Linked DNA regions of Xenopus laevis: region 2 is linked to region 1. A link is a contact called in public Hi-C data. All regions are on one chromosome and are shown on one strand. The core of a region is the stretch at or near the end of the contact, and the rest is flanking DNA. Distances in the headings are between cores, read along the strand shown.

The links. A called contact is a pair of places that touch in the nucleus more often than the background predicts.
Region 2: a Hi-C map of the XL177 cell line shows a contact between it and region 1, with 5 times the contacts expected there. The contact joins two enhancer-like sites. A contact is called at or near these places in 2 of 4 Hi-C or Micro-C datasets (the XL177 cell line and the XTC cell line).

What each region holds. Positions count from the first base shown.
Region 1 is chr3L:87,523,072-87,529,990 of Xenopus_laevis_v10.1, forward strand. frmd4a.L (FERM domain-containing protein 4A) reads left to right here. Exons shown (of 23, transcript XM_018252720.2): 5 at 1,948-2,032; 6 at 6,228-6,284. Among protein-coding and RNA genes, the nearest start is that of LOC108711218, 38 kb to the right of the region's middle. Within about 2 kb of position 3,665, at least 2 of the 7 cell types and tissues checked have an H3K27ac peak or open chromatin away from gene starts, as enhancers often do.
Region 2 is chr3L:87,612,252-87,619,170 of Xenopus_laevis_v10.1, forward strand. No RefSeq gene overlaps it. Among protein-coding and RNA genes, the nearest start is that of bend7.L, 9.3 kb to the right of the region's middle. Within about 2 kb of position 3,745, at least 1 of the 7 cell types and tissues checked has an H3K27ac peak or open chromatin away from gene starts, as enhancers often do.

The DNA.
Region 1 (6,919 bases), core at 2,415-4,914:
TGCCATTTGCTTTTTTCCCTCCTGTGGGTGAATAGTTACCAGTTAAGCAATTTAACCCTGGAAGATCTAGTAATTCACTACAAAGCACATACACAGGAACAGTGTCGGACTGGGACACCAGGGGGCCGCCTAAAAACCTTTGACCAGGGGCCCACCAATTAATCTTAGGCATGTGGCCCACTCGTAATACTATTATTCTTCCACTCCTATTCTCCTAGTATCTTTTTCTTTATTATAATCTGTTATTCCATCTATCTAGCCACTTTGTTCTCATAGAAATAGGTAATGGCCATGAAATAGGCCATGAAGGCCCACTGACACCTAGGCCCACCTGGACTTTTCCTGGTATCCTGGTGGGCCAGTCCGACACTGCACAGGAACATTGGCTCAGGTCACTGGTAATACATAGTTCTATTTAATTATTCATTTATTTTGCTGCTCTGTGGTAGTTTTGGCAGATACACAAAGGACAGGTTAAATAAAGTACCATAATGTTACACTGTATGCATATGAGAGCAATGTACCTGCTTTAGAAACTACATTATTACTGAGAAACTGAGTGGCCTTTGTCATTAGGCAAGTGAATTAACTTAGTCATCACTCTCTCTGCTGTGCTTCTAGTTTCAACTCATTTGTAATGGTAATGGATAGACCTCCTCTATTATTTACATGCTATATTAATAGATTATTTATAAGATTGTGAAAACTGTGGTTTTGACAATTCCGCAAACTTCCTGAGTGGGGGCATGGTCTGTGCATTTCAGTGAGGGGGCTGGCTGAGGGGCAAACCATCAGCCTAACGTTTGAATGGTTCTACAACCCTATTCATTTCCTATCTGACCTTTCTATGCAAAACATGTTTTATAACAAGTTGTCATCTTTAGTGGAGACATTAACAGTGGTTCTTGTTTTCTAACACTGAGCTTGGGATCTCTTTGTTGTTGTCTCTCTATGATGCAGGAGCTACAGTATTAGGTGGTAGACTACACCCCTATAGTAACATCATATTATCATTATTATAATATACAAGAGCCATGAATATCCTGTAAATTATATCCTTGTAAACAGTGCTTAGTGATGTCATTGGTTATAATCAGTGATGTCATTTGACTCGCTGAAACTTGTGTATTATAATATATAAAGTACACCCTTTTGCAAAATATGAAGATATTAGAAGTCACCTAGGAGTTCCGCGACCTTTATAAAAGCACTCGGCCTTCGGCCTTTTATATGATCATGGAACTCCTCGGAAACGTATAATACCCTTATATTTTATAAGAGGGGGTACTTTATTCACTATATTATAACTAGTGTACAATTCCTTTAATAACAGTGGAACCAACTATAAACAGGAAGTCCCAATAAAAGAGTTGTGGTTTTCTTCCACTATTGCAAATCAGCTTGTCTCCATTGGGGCTATGCCTGATTTGAATGATGAAAACCATCTGTAAAGCACTATGTAATATGTTTGCCACCCTAGACCAGAAGGTTTTTGGACACGTCATGGCATGCATCAACCACACAAATTCCTTAATACAGGAGGGTTAACATGTCTACTCCCAGTATCCTTCCTAAAGGCTGTAATTCAAGAATAGCTTGAGTACATATTGTGTAATTACCTCTTCTTCTGTAATTCTCAAACACCCAACACCCAGTGTGTTGGTATGACCCTGATGAAGGTTAGAAAATGCTTATGTGAACTTGGGTTTTAGTGTGTCATGTAGGTTTTAGGTAGAGCTGTAAATAGATAAACAGTTGTACTGCAGCAATACCTGGGGCTATTTTAAAAGGCCTGCCAGTTAATATTGGCCCAGGTATTGCTGCAGTGCAACTCTCAGCATTATCAGTCAGACACTGATATTGCTCAGAGCAGGGAGATACAGATGTTTGCAGTGTTAAGTTATTGATGCTGATTTTTTTACTGAATGTTCTTTCTTTGTTTTGCAGGTTTTACATAGAAAGTATATCATACCTGAAGGACAATGCAACAATTGAGCTGTTCTTCCTTAATGCCAAGTCTTGTATATACAAGGTAATTCATTCTTTATTGTAAATAAGTTAAAAAGCAAAGCCAGCCTTCTAAGCATTGCTTTCTGGTGTGCCAGCATTTCCAAACCATTAAATAAATGACAGTAGATGATTTTTTGCATACACTTTGGTTTTAGGTATGCTGTGAATGAATAGATAAACTGTTATATATTTGTAGATCTAGATGCTGAATTGATTTATTAAGTGAGCTTCTGCTACTGTCTCTTTAATAATTTAGATAAAGCACATTCCATGCTTTGAGCATTACAGCAATGTTCATTATGTTGTTAGCTGATAATACAGTGAGTTATTTAAAACCAAAGATTGTTAGGTGTGTGTAATGTATTATTTGTATTGTAATATGTTGTGTTTGAAGTAACATGGGCATCTATTACTCTTACATATGGATTATGGTAGAAATCATTTTATGGCATTTTAGGTGCATGATGCTGAGGACCAGACAATTATTAGAAAATATTTATTATGCGTAGTTCTGATGCATTTCCACTAGATGGAAGCACTTTACATTAGTTCTTGAAGTATAGCATACAAAGTACTTTAAAGGGGTTGTTCGCCTTCCAAACACTTTTTTCAGTTCTATTGTTTTCAGATTGTTCCCCAGAAATAAAGACTTTTTTCAATTACCTTCCATTTTTTATTTTTTACAGTTTTTTAAAAAAAAAAAAGTTTAACGTTTAATATTCCTGTCTCTGGTGGTTGAGTTTGCTAGCTCAGTATTTCAGGTGCAGACTGTAAACTGTTACATTTAGTTGATACATTTTTCAGCAGTATTTCTGGAGTATTAGCAACTATTGTATCAATTTCAACAGCTTCCTTTAATGAAACCCAGAGATTCTGCTCAGCAGGGACACAGATGAGAAATGTATCAACTAAATGTATCAATTTAGAACAGTTTACAGGGTCGGTGACCTCCCCCTCCAGCTGCTTTAGAAGGTGAAAAATGACACTTTATACTTCAATATTAGAAAAATAGTCACACATACAAAATAGAAAGTAATTGGAAAAAGTCTTTATTTCTGGTGAACTATCTGAAACCAACTGAACTGAAAAAAGTGTTGGAAGGTGAACAACCACTTTAAGCATCAGATTTCAACCCCCTTTTATTTATTTGTTGTTTTTCTCTGAATAATAGTGGACACTGAAGATTTGCAGTTGCAGAGAGACAGCACTCTGACTAAAAACAGCAGATATCTGGGGGGAAGGGTTCACTGTGCAATTAATTAATTCATTAATTAATTCATTTTAGAATTCTGTAGCCAGATGGCAAGGATGCAAACCTTAGAACAGTGGTGTCCATCCTACCACCATCAAGATGCTTTTGAACTACAACTTCTAGCATTGCTCTGGGAGCATGTTGAGAGCAATAACTGGCCAACAGTTGCTGGGCTTCTCCTTAAACAGTAATACAGCAGAAATGCTAAATAAATATACAGAGACAGTAAGGTGTATCTTACAGATGATGTTTTGTATGCAGCCAACAACTTTTTCCCAGTTAACTGAATGCAGTTGTGTTAGTGCATATGTTTCCCTTGCTCGGCCTCTATTAGAGAAGATGCACATGGAATGTAAAGCAATTAGTGGGGAACAATGGGTAGGTCTCCTGGGCCTGCTGGCCAGTCCCTTTCTTCCTGCTTGGGGTTAACTATTTGCCTGAAAGTCTGTGATCTCTCTGCATTCTTTCTCACAATCACCCTCTACAAAGTGCAAGTAAGTGGAAGATGAAAGTTTTCCCCAAGTCCCTCTGATAGGAGCGTATTCAGGCCAATGTGTTCCTTGGGGAGGGTGGGCGTATATTTTAATACAAAGAGGCCAAGGTCACATTAAAACTATAGCATTCAGGGTAACAATTCTAAGTATGGTAGTGTTTGCCTGTCAGAGAGTATGTAGCAGTCTGCAGTCTATTGAAAGTGGCATTCCTGTTGACTAAACATTATGGTCTCGGAACAAAAAGTTGGTTGCTACAGATAAGCAGTTTCCTGACTGAGACTATTGGTATGAGGCTTAGCTTGAAATTTTAATTTCTTCTACTTATTCTGTATAGTTCTTATTTTCCTATGGAAATTGAAACTGATACATAAATTATGCCAGGTGCAGCTTCTGATTTTTTTAAAGATAATATTTAAGAACCTAGCTTCATTCTATGACCCTCCAACAACATTCTCTATGAATGCCAGGTGATGTAGTAGCAAGTCAGCAGTGCATCCTATCCAATAAGAGTCTAAGGTGCCCTAAATCACATATCCTGACACAAATATGCATATTTTAGTGGTGGGAGTTGGAGATTTAAATAAAAGGCTAAGAATACCTTAGAGGCAGTTAATTAAATCAGAAATGCAGAACAGTGCTTTGATTGTTATTCAATGAAAAGCAGCAACCATGACTGGAAGAGCTTTTAGGGGGGGGGGAGGCCGTGAGAAGGGAATGACGATGCCTGCCTGGTTGCCTTGGGAACATTCAGTTTTCTACCCGCATCAAAAGCTAATGTCTACCTGTGCCTAAGCTCTCTGGCCAACCTGTGCTTTTTAAAGCAAGGCTTTTGGAGAAGAAGATGGATTTTAGTATTGTATTGTTAAAAACTACTATAAACCCCAACATCCCAGGTATGAAGGCACACAGCTGAAATCATAAAATCAGGTCCAGCTGGAACATTGATGAATCAGCAGGTTTCTGTTTCAGTAAATCATTTCCCAGGTTTGATTTCATCTCTCTATAAGAACTGAAAGGCAGATGATAACTGACTCTAGCTTATGCCACTATACAGCAGAAACACTCTGTAATAAATGTCAGGAGGTGTGTGCATTGACGTAGCATTTAAACTGCTCATTGATTTCTATTAAAAAGGGGACCCAAATAAATCATTGCTACATTGTACATAGTTCCTACTTCCTTCCTGTGCTGATTTCTTCACTGAGATGTACGTCTACCTGTTTATTAAGGGTATCCCAGGCACACAGTAATTATTCTATCCTTCCAAATACAGACCCCACCTAAGTAATAGATACGTGCATGTGATCATCTTACTTACATTTGCTTCCGGACATCTTGCTATAGAGACATAGTAGATAAGGGAAAAGAAAAGGAACATGCCTATCGTGTTTATTTTTGTTGACTTTCGTTACTTTCCAACCATACACCCTCTCACTCAGCACATATAATATGAACCTGTTAGTACAGATACAGGGACAGTTACAGGAAACACTTATGTTTTTCTCGGTGGAATCAGCCTTCAGTAACTAGGTATGTATATCAAACTTATAAATAAGTATAAATATTATTTAACTGAAAAAGTTCTACTGTGTCTTTTAAGTTATTAAAAGACACAGTAGAAAGTAGTCCCTGCCCCAGAGAGATTCTCTAATTGGGTGGATAACATAAATACACAAATAAAAACTACCAATCTTACAGCACCTGTTGCTTGATTCCCCCAAATGCAATGCTCCAATCTGTACTGTTGCCCATTGTATTTATTCATCATAGCCTGCAACCTAAAGTGCCAGTATAACTTCGTCCTATGGGTTTGCCTAATGCAGCTAATAAAAACTCAGTGTGTAGTGACTTTCAAAGGGGCAAGGTGTTATGTTGTTATGTGCGTTGTCAGATGAAGGGGCCAAAAGTTGTACTAAATTGGCCAAACTTTATCAAACAAGGGGATCTTTATGTGTATGACCAGCTTTATAGATTCTACAGAGATGGAGAGGCCAGAGTTCTGGTGGAAAATGTTAGGGTATAGTGGCCCTTTTAACATGTTACGCTAATTGCATCACAATTTGAAGGTATATCATAATACAGTAAATCTAAAGCATATAGAAAAATTAGTTGATTTCTTAATTTAAAGAAAATATTGATCGGTAACAGCTAAAAAGCCAGCTGAAGATCACTTATTTAGAAGGTAAAAATGTTATATACAGTGTGTCTATAGCTTTAGGGAATTCCTGTTTTATTAATGGATCAGGAAGTTTCTCTGTTAGGGAATCGTGCGCACATCTGGCGTGTCCTATGTGGGAAGTAAACTTTTAATTGCATTTCCCCTCTCAAGCTCAGAAGCATTTGGTTTCACAAAATGATTCAGTCTTTGAAGCCACAGCAGGGAGACAGCACTATACATATCATTATGTAGTGCCATCGAGCAAATACACTCAAATCTACATAAAATCAAAGCACCACTTTCTCTCTTGCAGGAGTTAATAGATGTTGACAGCGAAGTTGTGTTTGAATTAGCTGCGTATATCCTGCAGGTAAGTGCTTTATGTGATCTACTGCCTTCTACAATAAGACTCTGCTAAGTTCTGTGTCTACACTACCATACTGCATCCATTTCTGTGGCCTAGAATGTTCTCTGCTACAACAATTGAAAAGAGACACCACTGACTGTTACCATAGTTATTTTAGCAGATAATTTGCAATGTATAATTCATTTAAAGAAGAAATAAAATCACCTATAAATTGCATTAATATTGAACTTCCTATCTTTCTGTAGAGAATACTTGCACAATGTTTCTGTAACTAGGAACAAATTTTAGCAACCAACCATATGTAAGAAAAGGCACAGAATATGCCCAGGTGCAGAAACCCTTAGCAACTGATAACGTGTTTGCTTCTAATCATGTGACTAGTAAAGGCTACCTGCTGATTGATTGCTTTGGCTAACTGCCCTGGGTAAATCCAGAGTCTTAAAATAGATATAATAGAGAAACATGCTGAATACCCTCACGAATATATTAATTTACGAATTTTTATGACTTTTTTAAGAATTTCTAAGAATTTTCTGCATTATTTAAAGAAGCTGCCAGGCTGTGGCCTCCTGTGATTCTAATAAAGCATATTCTTTATGCGCTCTCTCTCTGATTGGCCTTCAGTGGTAACACATGGA
Region 2 (6,919 bases), core at 2,495-4,994, 89 kb after region 1:
GCAGTTGCAATTGCAGGTGGCTGCCATAGAATGAAAAGGAGGGCATTTTTTGTCAAAAGCTGCTAATCTATATAAGTTCATGGGCAATGTTTCTAATAATTGTATTTATTTATTTTCCCAGTTTATTAAAATGTTAGAGGGTTTCAGCCTCACTGAAAATTAAAGGGGTTGTTCACCTTCCAAACACTTTTTTTCCCGTTCAATTGTATTGAGATTGTTCACCAGGAATAAAGACTTTTTTCAATTATTTTCCATTTTTTCTTTTCTACCGTCCAAAATCTAAGTTTAAGGGACACATTTACTAAGCTCGAGTGAAGAATTCGAATGAAAAAAACTTAGAATTTCGAAGGTTTTTTTTGGCTACTTCGACCATCAAATTGGCTACTTCGAACTTCGACTACGACTTCGACTTTGAATCGAACGATTCGAACTAAAAATCATTCAACTATTCAATAGTCAAAGTACTGTCCGAGCACCAATGTAAGCTTTCCTAGCAATTTCTGATCGAAGTCGAAGGATTTTACTTCGATGGTCGAATATCGAGGGTTAATTAACCCTCAATATTCGACCCTTAGTAAATGTGCCCCTCAATGTCCCTGTCTCTGGTGTTTCAGTCTGGGAGCTCAGCAATTCAGGCAAAGACTCTAAACTGTTACAAGTTTGCAACATATTGTTGACACATTTCTCAGCAGCATCTCTGGAGTATTAGCAACTATAGTATCAATTATAACAAATGCCTTCAATGAAACTCATGGATTCTGGTCAGCAGGGACAAAGATAAGAAATGTATCAACTAAATGTATCAATTTAGAACAGTTAACAGAGTCGGAGACCACCCTTTCAGAGCTACTTTAGAAGGTGAAAAATGACACTTTATACTTAACTTAAGGTCACACATAAAAAAAAAAAAGTAATTGGAAAAAGCCTTTATTTCTGGTAAACTATTTGAAACCAACTGAACTGAAAAAAGTGTTGGAAGGTGAACAACCCCTTTAATGGGACAATGTGATTTCACTTTGGCTTGTGTTTTTTTAAAAGGTTGCATTATTTCTCAACCTATAAAAAATCATCAGCCTCCCTGGCTCTACGTGGAGTGCCACAAGGATCTATATTGGATTTGCTTATATTTAATCTTTGTTAATGACAAATGAGGAATGAATTGAAAGAGAGTAAAATTGTGGAATTTTCTCCCTGATGCACTTAGACAATTGCAAAAACATTTTCGATGACTTTTTAGTGAGTGACAAAATGCAATGCTATCACAACAGTATTAGTGTGAAGTTTTGGCTCTGCTGAGATAGATTGGTGCCAAGGGTGCAGGGGTGATTCGGGACAGCCTCGCCACTGCTCTTACCTTACCTTCTGTAGTAGTGGGTCCAGCGGGGGCACAGTGCAAGTGCAGAGAGCACAATCACACTCTCCTCTAGAAGAGCCAAATTTCTAGTTTAAATTTGGCTCTTAAAGGTGGTAACTTGGGGGGCAATGCCGTCTGAGACAAGGTTCTCACACTCGCAGAGTGAGAGGTCTAGTAGCAAAGAATGAAGTAGCAAGCAGAAGTAGAAAACTGTTCTGCTAGAGAAGTGCCCTGTGGGAGGCAGCTGCTCAAGTGCCAATTCTTTGACAAGAAAGCTGCTGTGTTTGTTCATACAGTTGAATATTGATTGTATTATGGCACCTATAATTAAATATATATGTGCCCCCTTTTGGTCCCTAATTTGAACATATAAATGATGCACAAATTAGGGACGGGAGGGAAGGACACCTTCGTACTTCTCCCCCGCCCATTTATAATTGGGAGTGGCCTAACAAGTCTTGTTCCCAAGTCCATTTTGGAGTGCCGAGGCCTATGGCTGTTTGCAAAATGCCCCATGCAGTGGGCAAAGTGCAATATGGCTCATTTGTACTTTGCACACTGTATGTGGCATTGTGAATGCGCCTTCTGATCAGTTATTTTTACAATTTTTCAGACATCACTTAATTCCATTTTATCAAGGAGATAATGATCTAGTCGTGGCACATTGAGTTTTCAGTTTTAATAAGAACATATACAGGTCAATGAGTATCTTTTGCAGTGTCGGACTGGGACACCAGGGGCCCACCAATTAATCTTAGACCAGGGGCCCACACTTAGTAATATTATTCTTTCTCTCCTCACTCAACCTCTATTCTCCTAGTCTCTTTTCTCTACATACTACAATCTATTTTTCCATCTATTTCTCATAAAAATAGGGAATGGCCATGAAATAGGCCAAATGTTTAGCAGCAAAAGGGCCCACTGACACCTTGGCACACCAGGACTTTTCTTGGTATCTCTGTGGGCCAGTCCGACACTGATCTTTTGCAGCTGTCACCTATCCCTGTGGGCCACTCCCTAAATATACTCCTATAAAAAGAGTTCCTCTTTAAATGAATTCTTGAAATTGTCTTTTATATATACATGAACTATTGTTCTGAACTTCTGACAATGTTATACATTTAGCAGAAATGTAGTTAAAGTGAGAACTGATGCAAACATTCTGTGCAGGTCAACTTGAGCTCAGGTCCCATTGGGTTCACTGCACAGTAAGAGGTTAGCCAGTATACACAATTGATCTTAGCGAAACAGAGGTAAGGGAAAGATCAGAAAAACACAATTCAGTTACTAGGCAAGTGCTGAAAATGTAATCACTTATTTTAACTTGTTTTTTTTTTGGCTTTTCATTAAAACCATTTTATTTGACCCCTCTCATCAGCAATGTTCTGCTCAATTAAGAGGTTTAACATACTGCATTACACATAAGTTAATGGTCTGCACATTTAAATGCAGCCAAGTTTTTTTCTGCAACACTGATTGGTTTTGTGAAATATAGAAATTCTTGTTAGAAACGTTATTTCTTTTTTCCCATTTTTGCACGCACCTGTCACACTAGCCACAATGTTATCTTTGGAAACCTACTGCTGGCGAAGTGGCAGAACCACAATCAGTAGAAACTGGCGTTCAAATGTCAGACATAGAGAGTTTAAAGCAACAATATGCAATAGTATAGCCAAACATGATTTAAGTAAGTAAGAAGATTAAATATCAAATGTTAGTTCATAGGCTGAAATATGGGGTCAAAAGAAATACACTTGCCAGATGCATCAATACTCTAAACATACAGTAATGTATATACTTCTGAAGGTTAAAATTATTTAGATCTGGCTCCTAGTATTGAAACTTTGTTAGAATCTGCATACCCAAAATGTATTACTTTTTGCTGGGTCCACATAATATTTATAGGGGCATTGTAGATAATAATCATATACACTGTATAAATATAAGGCTAGTGTGTAACAGGGACAAGGCTATGAACAAGAGTATCAGTATATAACAGAAAACAGCAGTGATACATTTACAAGTCACTAGGTTTTTTTCACAAGCACCTTTCTGACTAATAAACAGTGCGGGAGGGAGAAGAGAGGGGGGCTAATAAAAGGCAGTTAAGGGGGCTGTTGTTACTAGGGGGTTTAGTTTTCCTTTAAGGGACAACATCTGTGTTTCCAAATAGATTTTTTCCTGACACTACAGAAATCAGTTCTTATTAAATCCATAGCTCTGCTTTATGCAATTGAAACATCATATCAGGATCAGGTTCAGTGCTTGGAATAACAATTTTTAATAAACCGGCACACATAAACCTAAAGCCTCCATTATAATTTGGACCTGCATAAAGAAAAACTGCTTCATGTGAGCACTAGCTGTTTACTTATTATGCATGGTAAGTTTCATGTTAAGATTGCCCTTTCAGATCCTTTGCTCAGGCTCCTACATGAAAAGTGCTCCAATAAGCCACCTTGTGGATAAAAAGGAAAATGTGTTTCACTATATTATCAAATATCAAGTAGTACTAGGTATCCTGTGATACAAACAAGCGGAGAGAGAGAAATTATCGGCACTCACCCTTCACATAATCATTTGCTGGGTGCTAACCAAAAAATTTTTAGCAGTCCACGAAAGCACTCACAGCAGTCGCCATCCAGCGTGTATCAAAAAAATCCTTCATTGGTACATGGTGTATCAACGCGTTTCGGCTCACTTGGAGCCGTCATCAGGATAATAACAGGAAGTGTGGCACATCATTAAATAACCCCCTCAACCAATCAAAGTCAATCCCTCATTAAAACAACATATGCGTGAATCCTTAGTATACAATATATTAAAAGTGATAATGCTCTTCTCACATCTATTCTGTGAACATTATATCTTAGCCTGTGTCCAAGATATATATATACGGCCATTAGTGCCCAGAAATTGTATGTTAAAACTATATGTGAAAAGCATAAAAAATTGTGTAAAGATTAAAAACATTTGTTTAAACAATGTCTCATACCAATGTATCTAGTCTTATCTATTAAAAAATGTTGCAATACATGTAAACAAAATTACCATCTAGTTTCTTTAGAGCCTGCAACACTGTATAAAATGTTGCTAGCTAAGATGATATACCTAAATATATTGAGGAAGGAAATCTGCAACTATGGGCATTAACAAGATCAAATAAACCTCACTGCAAAGCGTGTTAATAGGTGCATGAGCTATGCTATCTAGTACTCAATCCTTATCATTATATAGCTCCACCAGCTTAAATATCCCTCGGACCAATTTTTCGCTATAGATTCTTCTTTGGCAAGCTTTATATGAAGACGAATCTATAGCGAAAAATTGGTCCGAGGGATATTTAAGCTGGTGGAGCTATATAATGATAAGGATTGAGTACTAGATAGCATAGCTCCAGTACCCTGCACTACACAAATGTTATTCATTTTTAATCATTGCCAAAAGGAAGGTAAAGTTACTAACTGCCCTCCATTGTATCCCATTTGTATTTTACTTGTATACAGTTATATATAAAAGAGGAATACTAAATGAATGACTTCAAGTCAAAGAATAATACAAGTATAATTATTTGCAATTATTTGCATATAATACACAAAAGCCATGAATATCCTGTAAATGATATCCTTATAAACGGTGAGTTCTGATGTCATCAGTTATAAACGGTGAGTAGTGATGTCATTTCTGTCACATGACTCACTGAAACTTGTGTATTATAATAAATAAAGTACCTCCAGTTGTAAAATATGAGGATATTAGAAGTTACCTCGGAGTTCCATGCCCTGTATAAAAACACTCGGCCTTCGGCCTCGTGTTTTTCTTTCAAAACTTTTTTATTTGATAACATTACAGCAATCACTTTCGTCATAGCAGATTTTTGTACATTTTTACTTTCAGATAATGAATACTCTCCTACGCAGAGGAGGACATTGCCATCAGATTCAAATACCCTAAGGGTGAAGAAAGAAAAAACTTTTGATTCCATCATGTCACAGTTATACAGCATAAATCAGAACAATCCAGTATTGGAAATTATTTATTGACAAAAATTAAACCAATAAACTTAAACAACCGTTCCCGTGTCCGTGTTTATTATGAAGTAACAGTATTGCTCCTAATGCAGTGTTTAAAACCACGCAAAGTACCATACAGTAGGTGCCAACTCCATCCAATCGTACTATTTGCTACTCTTATATAATTAAAGAAAATTAAACCAGAAAGGTTGCATCCAATATAATTATTATAACCTGGTATATGAAATCCAAGGCGTCCAGATTTTGGTGTAAACATTATATTTATCTGCAGTAATACTTAACAGTCTCTCATTTGCCATAATCCAGTTCATTTTGAGCCTGAACATAATTATAGGAATTGAGCACTTTTTCCAGGATGCAGCAATAGTCTGTTTCGCTGCTGTAAAGATAAATTGTATAAGTTTGCGATGATATTTATTCGGGGTTGGAATAGTCGTGTTAAGTAACACCATCATGGGATCTTTTCGAAGTTTGACCCCCCATAATGGAATCAATCAACGTAAATATTCTAGATCAAAATCTGAACGCCTGTCTACATTGCCACCAAATATGTAAAATAGTACCGTCCATGCCACAATTACGAAAGCAGAGCGGGCTGGAATTAGGATAAAATTTATGCAATTTCGCGGGGACCATATACCATCCAGATATTACCTTATATAACGTTTCCTGAGCCAAAACATTTGTTGAGATCTTAGACGTATTTGTCCAAGTTTGTTGCCATGTAGATTCATCTATTACAGTACCCAAGTCCCTTCCCCATTGTTTAGAATAAGTCGGAAGGGAAGAAATCATAGAATTCAAAATTAACTTATACAAAATGGATATTATTCCTCCACTACAAGGAAATTTAACACACATTTGCTCCCAGGCAGAAGAGGTCAAGATATTAGTACATCCTTTAGTCACTATATTAAGAAAATGTTCAATTTGGATATATCGAAAACATTCTGATCGTGGAGGACTATTTTGCTCAACAATAGTAGACCATTTCTTAAGGCCTTGCAAACCAAAAAAGTGAGCGACATACGTCATATTATGGGATTGCCACCAACAAAAGTCCCTGTCCTGAAGCCCTGGTTCAAAAATAGGATTACCAATTACAGGCATAGCTGGGCAATGGGGAGACATCAAAGGAGTTTGTTTGGTCCCAAACAGACAATGCCATTTTGAGCGGCCTCGTGTTTTTATATGGTCATGAAACTCCTCGGTAACTTATAATATCCTTATATTTTACAAAAGGGGGTACTTTATTCACTATATAAACCTTCTTATCTATTTTATTAGCTGTAATGTTTATCCTTAGGTATCTTTTCAGAAACTATAATGTTATCTTGTATATTTTGGGGTCATTAAATTATAATTATAAATTCTTACCCAATGAAGTACCATCCATTGTTGCATGCAGGTTTTGTTAGTTTCCAACCATTTGCCTTTCACAATCTTTTCTCCCCTCTGTGTATTGACTCTAGTCAATTTTGCACCAATATTCCTCAATTTCCAGGTTCAATACAATGGGTTAAGAGAAACC